Linked DNA regions of Sus scrofa: region 2 is linked to region 1. The links are chromatin contacts, called in public Hi-C maps. All regions are on one chromosome and are shown on one strand. Each heading gives the region's core, a stretch centred on a gene start, on an enhancer-like site or on the middle of the called end of the contact. The rest is flanking DNA. Distances are from core to core; before and after follow the strand shown. Region 1 holds the start of NDUFA4 (NDUFA4, mitochondrial complex associated). Region 2 holds the start of TMEM106B (transmembrane protein 106B).

Region 1 (3,939 bases), core at 276-2,775:
TTTTCTCCTTAAGCATCTCATTTAGCTATATGGCTCATTTCTTAGAAAAAACTGAGTCCTAAATGTATTTAGCAGATCTCCCTTCTGCCTCACAGAAGTCCACTTGAATTTTACATAAACACATACCCATAATTCTCCATTGTTTTATCTCAATAATTGGCATCAACATCCATACTGGTCAAAAAATTGAACTTCTGGAATTATCTTGGATTTCACTCTCACTTCACTTCGCTAAATCTAATTACCAGGTCTTATTGATTCTATCCCCTAAATATCTCTTGAGTCTTATCTTCATCATAACATTTCCTATAGGAGTCTAAGCTATCATTATCTCTCACATAGACTATTGCAATGGCCCCTTAACCAGTCCCTCCTACAAACCTGATCCCTCACCTATTCTCACTCTTCAAGTTCCAGCCATAGCAGGCTGTCCTCAGTTTCTCAAATCGTCTCCTTACTTTCAGACCTTTACATCTATTACCTCTGTTGTATACACTTGCATGTTTTCACTGGATTACTGTCTACTCCTCCTTCAGATCCAACATTGCCTTCTCAGAGGAGACTTTCTTCTTTCTAGGCCCAATTACTTCTGATCATTTGGTTAATGCTCTAAACTACCTATGAGGTTGGAAGGTATTCAAGTTGTCCCCAGCGTCCCCTAAAGCCTGCTCCAGGGAAGGCTTTCGAGGTTTAACAACAACAAAACAACCCCCTCCCCCCGCAACAAACAAATAACAAACCCAAAAAAGAAATAAGGGAAAATTGTATTGGGGTACTAGTAAAGATTGTGTGTAACCACACGACCAATAAAAAATATTTTGAGAATGCAATTTCGGGCCCAGGGAGAGGGGAAAGTAGCAAGGTCGCAAAGGTCTTCGTGGTGTTGAACACTCAAGCAAGGAATGGAAACTGAAGGTTTAGAGTCAAACTGACAGGACTATTGCCATCTTTAAATCATTTAACAGTTTCTAACTTCTGCCCGTAAACGACAGTTAAGGACACAAAGCAGCTGCAGTATTTTTAAACCGCAGTCGCTGACCTTAGCAGCTAGAGACGCGACCTGACCTCCAGGCGCGCGGCACTCGGCAGCCAGAGCCACCGCACAGCTCCCTCTGCGGCGGTCAGGGCGGGTGACGCGCGGCCGGCACGCGCGCGCCCAGTGACGCCATGCGCGGACCAGGCTCGCAGGCGCCTAGTAAGAGGACCCCGCTCCGGGAGCGCGAGGCCTGTCCGTTCTCCTGCCCGCCCCGGCCCTAAACAAGGGGCCTCCTGAGAAACTGCCTGTCTAGTCAATCGAAGGATTCTAGTTTTGACGCAAAAAATTACTCATCATAGCATGGGAATGAGAATGTTTCGCTTTGCAGAGGAACACAGTTGGTTTGTCCAGGCTACATCGCTGGATCAAAGCAGGCACTGTTTAGGACAGCTGCATCCGGGCCCTCCTGCCGCAGCTACCCTCCAAAGCCAGGGGTCCTTCAGGTAGGAGGTCCTGGGTGACTTTGGACGTCCGCTCCTGATCTGCGCAGATCCTGCTTAGTCCCCGACCTTGCAGGTTAATTTTCTTTGCCCTCTAGGCTCGAGGCCTCTGTCGCTACCATGCTTCGCCAGATCATCACGCAGGCCAAGAAGCATCCTAGCGTGAGTTCCTATAACCCTTTTCCAATGTCTTCAGTTGCCCATCCTGTGTCCGGTTGGGTCGGCTTCAGACCCCTGGGAGGGATCTTCCTCTTTCGCAGCCACTCACTGTTTCTCCAGTCTTAACCTCCTGGTTGCCCCATGACCTTGATCTCTGACCTTCCACGCTGTGCATCGTGGAGTTGGGACTGGCAGGCGGAAGGTGAGGGATGCTGTCCAGGAAGATGATATGTTGAAACAGTGGTGGCCGAGTCCTTTTGCAGGTTGGTCTGATCAAGAGGGCTGTGTGGATTAGAGATTAGCAAAGGTCAGGTACCCTATTTGTTGTGCTGTCTGTTAAGGGTTTTACATTCATTGCATTGGACTACCAAGCTTTGAGGCACATGTGAAGGTCTCTGATCTTGGAATCCTCAGTTTGTCTTGATGTCTGGACATTTTTGAATATTTTAGTAGCACAGAATTTGATCCCATTTGAGTTATTTTATATCTCTAATTTTGCATATTAACGTGCTGGGGTTCTAGAACTCAGTTACCCAAGCTTTAATCTTTATCTTAAACCCAGTTGCCTAAATACGCATTAAGCATTGATAGTATGTTTTCAGATATTATGCGTAAAATCTCCATTTGTAATAGGTGTATTTCTGTTTGGTCATTCAGATTCTAACAGAATTATGTTTTTCATAACATCTATATTGAAACAAGCTTAAGTAATTTGCCAGGAGGTTGATTTTGAAACCTTAAGGTGAAAGAAACTGAGAAATTTAATGGGAGTGATATATCAATATTAGAGTGGTGAAGGAGACAGCGTATTTTCTTGAAAAATTTAAAATTTGAGTATAATTTTTTCCACATTAAACCATAATCTTCTTACATTCTTTGGAAATTCCATTTCTTTCCTTTGAACGTAGTTATTAGAAATCTTAACCTCAGTATGAGGTCCATCTTCATTTAGATTTTAAGACAAGATCAAAAACCAGTAATTTGAGACTTGGGAATCAATGTGTAGAAACTACCGTAGTTATACGTTTCTATTAGAATGTAGGTAGTTGAAGATGGCTGTTAATTTTTGTCTTGTTTTGTTTTTCGTTCTAGTTGATCCCCCTCTTTGTATTTATTGGTGCTGGAGGTACTGGAGCAGCACTGTATGTCACACGCCTGGCATTGTTCAATCCAGATGTCTGGTAAGTCCTTAAAAATATTTAGAACTTTGATGGTTCATCAAACTGGTTTAGGAACCACACAGTCTTTCTAGGGAGACACCATCAAGTAGTAGAAAGAACCTGAATTTTGTAGTCATACAGTAAGTTCAGGTCCCACTTCTACTGGTGTCTTTTACTTTTCTTGGTTCGTGAAATTATCTAGATTTCTTTGAGTCTCATTTTCTCATGGTTTGAGTGGAGCTGCTCATACCCATCTCGTAGTGTTGTGAAAATTGAGACAATAATAACTTAAAAAAATACTTTGTTGGGGTAGCTGGTACATTTAAATGTTTTTTGCATGTTTTTCCGCAATAAGTAATGCTTCTTTTTGAAGTTGGAAAACAATATAGACATGGAAAAGTTTGAGTCATTGTTATTCTGTGCACTTTTCTATATATCACTTTATTGATGAGATAGAAAATATTAGTAAAAGCCAAGTATAAAGTTTCTTGTAACAGAGGTAGGAACAAGAACAACTGCCCTAAGAGGTTTTGTGTTCTTTTTCTAATTAATTATGTGAGATTGCTTATTATGGATTCTATCTCTGTTTCAACTCTATACTCCATTTTGAAAATAGCATCAATACTTTACCTAGGAATGAGATTGATCTATTTGAAATACTAGTTTCTTGAATACAAAAATCTGTTTCAAAGTGTTTACTGTAACAGTTACAATGTTTTATTTTAGTTGGGACAGGAAGAATAACCCAGAACCCTGGAATAAACTGGGTCCCAATGATCAATACAAGGTAAGCTACAAAATTGCTTCAGAATTGCTAGAAAGTGTATTTTAATAAATTTTGTCATGAAACAGGTTTAAGTATTTTATTTCTGGCCTTCAGACATGGATGGGAAATGAAGATAATGTCTCAATTCTGCTAGTTTAACTAAGGAAAAGAAAGATAATATATATATTTTTCACTTTTTTTTTCTTTTGTGTATTTAGGGCATAGGGAGGTTCCCAGGCTAGGAGTCCAGTTGGACCTGCAGCCACCAGCCTACACCACAGCCATGGTGATGTGGGATCCAGGCCGCATCTGCAGTCTACATCACAGCTCATGGCAATGCTGGATCCTTAACCCACTGAGCGAGGCTAGGGATTGAAC
Region 2 (3,956 bases), core at 838-3,337, 1.2 Mb before region 1:
ATCCACAAACTTTCTCATCTTCACATTTCTTGCTTTAAACATTTAAATACTTGCACACAAACTCGAAAAACAAAACGTTCATGTTTTTCTTTCAATAGTTAGTGAAGTTAAAATTATGAAATTAATATTCCAAAATATTGACTATAATTCATCAAAAATACATGGGGAAATTAAATATCAATTTAAAGCCAAATAAAAATAAGTAATTAGTGCTAGTACCTATATCAAAATAACCTCAGCGGGTAGGTAATATAATAACATTGCAGTTAAGGTCATACAATTTTAAGGATAAAACGAACTTAAAAAGTCATACATTCTATCTATTGATATTCTTAGAGCAAAGTAACAAAGGGAGAAAGCTGAATTTAAAAATAATCCATTCCTTCTTTTTCTTAATTTGAACATATACTTTTATCAGTTTCTAAAAACAGATTATTAAAGTCATTCACATAAAAAGATATTTCTTTTAAAAGTTCTCATTGATTTTAATAAGGAAAACTGGCATTCAAAATAATTCAATTTATCTTATGCTGCAAAGAAAAGTTTGCTTTTTAAAAATGGCATTCGGGGAGAGGTTAAGGATCTGGTGTTGTCACTGCAGAGGCTTGGGTTCGAACCCTGATCCTGGAACTTCCACAAGCCACAGCTGCAGCCAAAAACAAAACAAAACAAAAAACCCCATCCGTGTGCTGGAGTTACTCAAACATTGTGTCAATAGCAAGATAAAAAACTAAACAAAATTTCAGAATGATGAATAAAGATGCCTATTTTCACCATTAAAAAAATCTATGTACACTGATTATTATGTTCAAAAACATAAACGATTTATAACTTCTAAAAATGCACTATTTTCTCTTGATTTGGCTCAAAGAAATGAAATCCAGGCCAAACCAATACTTGCCAATCACAGGTGGCTCACGGGCAAATTAACATCACCGTCTCCACACACTTTGACCTTGGAGCCTGTATGGAATATTAGATGAGTTGGGATCGGGCCTTAGCAGCCAGGGCCTCAGAGGCACCCTTTCTGGGATCTCAGTTAACACAACAGAGGTATAAGGTGCCTCCCACTGGAATGTCTTAAGGGGAAAAGACACAGAAGGCAAAACCAAGTGGCTCTCAGTCTGGGCCTCTTTTCCACTCTTATGTAACAGTTGCCTTGATAGAGTCAGCCTCTGACTGGTGTTTGCATCATCAAGGCTAAAGGACAAGTTGCAGACTGTGAGGTACTGGGGCATCCTTGTCCTCTCCACCGGATTTTCCTCAGAGCACTTCAACCACTTTTATTTCTGGAGATTCCTTTAGTTTATAAAGAGGTGCTGGGACCGTTCCTCTTCCCTGTGTTCGATGTTTTTATCAAAATCCTTTAATTTACTCAAAATCAACACGGATCTCAGACTCCTTACGGAGAGGGGAAAAAAACCTGTATAGGACTCCATCCAATTTAAATGGGTCATGATCTGAGCGAGAGAAGTCGGCGCCTTTTAAAAACTACATAAACAAAACTCAGGACGCAGCCTGCCTACTCTAGGAAAGGTTAAAGTTGAAACACCGGCAGCGAGTAAAGAAAACTCAAGGAGAGAAAACCCGGGGCCACCTGGGCGCTCAACGTACGGAGACCCGGAAACTACCCTGTGTGCCAGGCTTGGGCCGAAGCCTGGAGCCCCTTGGCAGGAGGCTGGGCCCGGGTGAGAGAAGGTGACACACCTCCACTGCCCAGCCCAAAGCGCCTCCCTGGTCGCCGGGCGGGCCCAGCTCCCTGGCAGCCTCCCCTCCTCCATCTCCTCGTAGGGCTCGGCTCTTCCCAGGGCGCCCGCTCGGCCCTGTTCCAGAAGGGGACTTGGGGGCTGCGCGTCCTGGGTCGCTCACCGGCACGCGGAGTGCTGCGCAGTCCCGAGCTGCTCCGGCGCGGACAGGCCCGAGGAAAGGGTCACGAAGTCCGCAGTCCCGGGTGCTGGGGCTGGAGTCAGCGGCCTGCAGCGCTGGGCCGCCGCAGGGTAGGGGTGGGGGAGGGGCGGCACAACAACAGCTTAAGCCGAGGCCCAGCGCTGCTGCGACCTGCTCCCGCGCCTGCGCAGAGCGCTCCCGGAGCAGGGGGGTGTAGCCCGGAAGCGTGCGTCACGTTTGCGTCCATTCTCCGCCTTTCTACAGCGCTGAAGGCCTGGTGCTGTGCTCGATCGGTCTACCTGTTTCGTTACCTTGGTCTCCTAAGACTTAGAGGTAAAATTTGGCCGCTCGAGCTCTGAAGATTTAAAAATGGTGGTACCCCCTCCGTTTTCTGTGACTCTGTCAGGCTGTTTCCCTTTGCGAAGGGGAAAGACGTGTACTGTTTGCCTCAAACCTGTTTGCCTCTTCAAGTGACCCCTGACACTAGAGACGCTAGGAGTGAGATAAACTGGTCGATAGCCATGTCTGGCAGCCAAAAAGTCACATCTGTTTTAATTTAGAATCTCGTGATTATTAGAAGAAAACAGTGAGTGGGCGGGAACCGGCTTTGGTTTTGTTCTGGTTGTTTTTGTTTTTGCGCAAGGTGCGCCCTCCCCCGCCCCCTAAGTGCTTAATTACAAGGGTGTGAGTCTGCTCAAATACTGTGTTTCAGCTCATCTCTGTGACTTGGGTCTACTCTCCTTAACACCTCAAAGCGTTAAGAAAATGAGAATAACAATACAGAGTTGTTTTGAGGGTTAAATGAGATAATGGAAATGACTGTCAAGCTCAGGCTACTCATTGCCTGCACTGTTTAATGTTTAGTGAATGAAAGTCATTGTTATAATCAGGGTAACAGCATGTATATATAGTAACCCAGGAAGAAAGTCATAGTAATTTATTTCTATGTTCTGACAGGATAGATTTGTTTGACCAAGAGAATATGAAGATATGTAAAAAAAAGTAAGAAATCAAAGCAATATGAATCCCCCCCCCCGCGCCCCCCCGCCCAGCAGCATGTGGAAGTTCCCAGGCCAGGCCAGGGATGGAAAAATAACAAATATATAATTTTAATACCAAAATTATATATATATGTGTAAGATAATGAGCTTTCTCACACTATATTGGTGAAGATATAAGCTCATAAAATTACTAGCAAGCAGTTAGGCATTATGTAGCAAGAGTATTAAAAATTTAAATTTTCACATCCTGCATTCACATCCTTTGGAATTTATCCTGACCCTAATGAGAACTAATATGATTTTTGTACAAAATGTTTTCATTTAAATATCCAACAATGCCATGTTGATTAAATCATTCTCCACCCTTTTTAGCCCTTGTCTTCCTGTGGGCCATTGAGTAAATCATTTATCCCATCAAATTTTCTCCTAAAAGTGGGTAGAGGAATGGTTATTTTCCACTAACATTTTTTGAAATTTCAAAATAAATAGTATAGCTAAAACAAATCAGAACATGCGAGAGAAGAAAGAAGAGCAACTTATGTATCTATTCTGACAGTCCACCTGTATGACTCTACAGGATAACTTAATATAGAATAGCCATGCAATGAGATCTGGTAAAGCCCATGTTATGTTACATAAGAAGTGATAATAGTATATCACTAAGTAAAAGCAGTATGCAGTAGCTAGTATATGAAGTATTATAAAGGCTGGAAAATATATTCACATTTAGAACATATAGATATAAATGGAAGAAACCATGCAAAATATAGTCATTTGTAATCTGAGGCTATTTTCATTTGGTCTACTACATGCATTTTTGAATTAGCAAGTTTAACTTTTTGGATAAAAGTTTTTTCTTTTTTTAATTCTCATGGGAATACTTACTCATTATTCTCTCAACTATCTTTATCACTTAACTTTAAAAATTCTGGCTGCACAGCATGTCCTTATCCAAATAACTGGATTTCACATAGGAGTGAGTCTTTTTAAAAGAAGATCGCTGTAATAAGCAGTTTAGTGGCATGGTTAGAAATATAGCCTTTACAGCCACATTACCTGAGGATGAGC

What was found. Hi-C and Micro-C count contacts between places; a contact is called where the count stands out from the background.
Region 2: a Hi-C map of liver shows a contact between it and region 1, with 7 times the contacts expected there. The contact joins the promoter of TMEM106B here to the promoter of NDUFA4 in region 1. A contact is called at or near these places in 2 of 47 Hi-C or Micro-C datasets (heart right ventricle and liver).

Annotation. Positions count from the first base shown.
Region 1 is chr9:80,641,595-80,645,533 of Sscrofa11.1, reverse strand. It overlaps NDUFA4 (NDUFA4, mitochondrial complex associated), which reads left to right and starts at 1,525. Exons shown (of 4, transcript NM_001097468.2): 1 at 1,525-1,638; 2 at 2,728-2,816; 3 at 3,522-3,582. The coding sequence starts at 1,597.
Region 2 is chr9:81,835,785-81,839,740 of Sscrofa11.1, reverse strand. It overlaps TMEM106B (transmembrane protein 106B), which reads right to left and starts at 2,087. Exons shown (of 8, transcript XM_003130176.4): 1 at 1,870-2,087.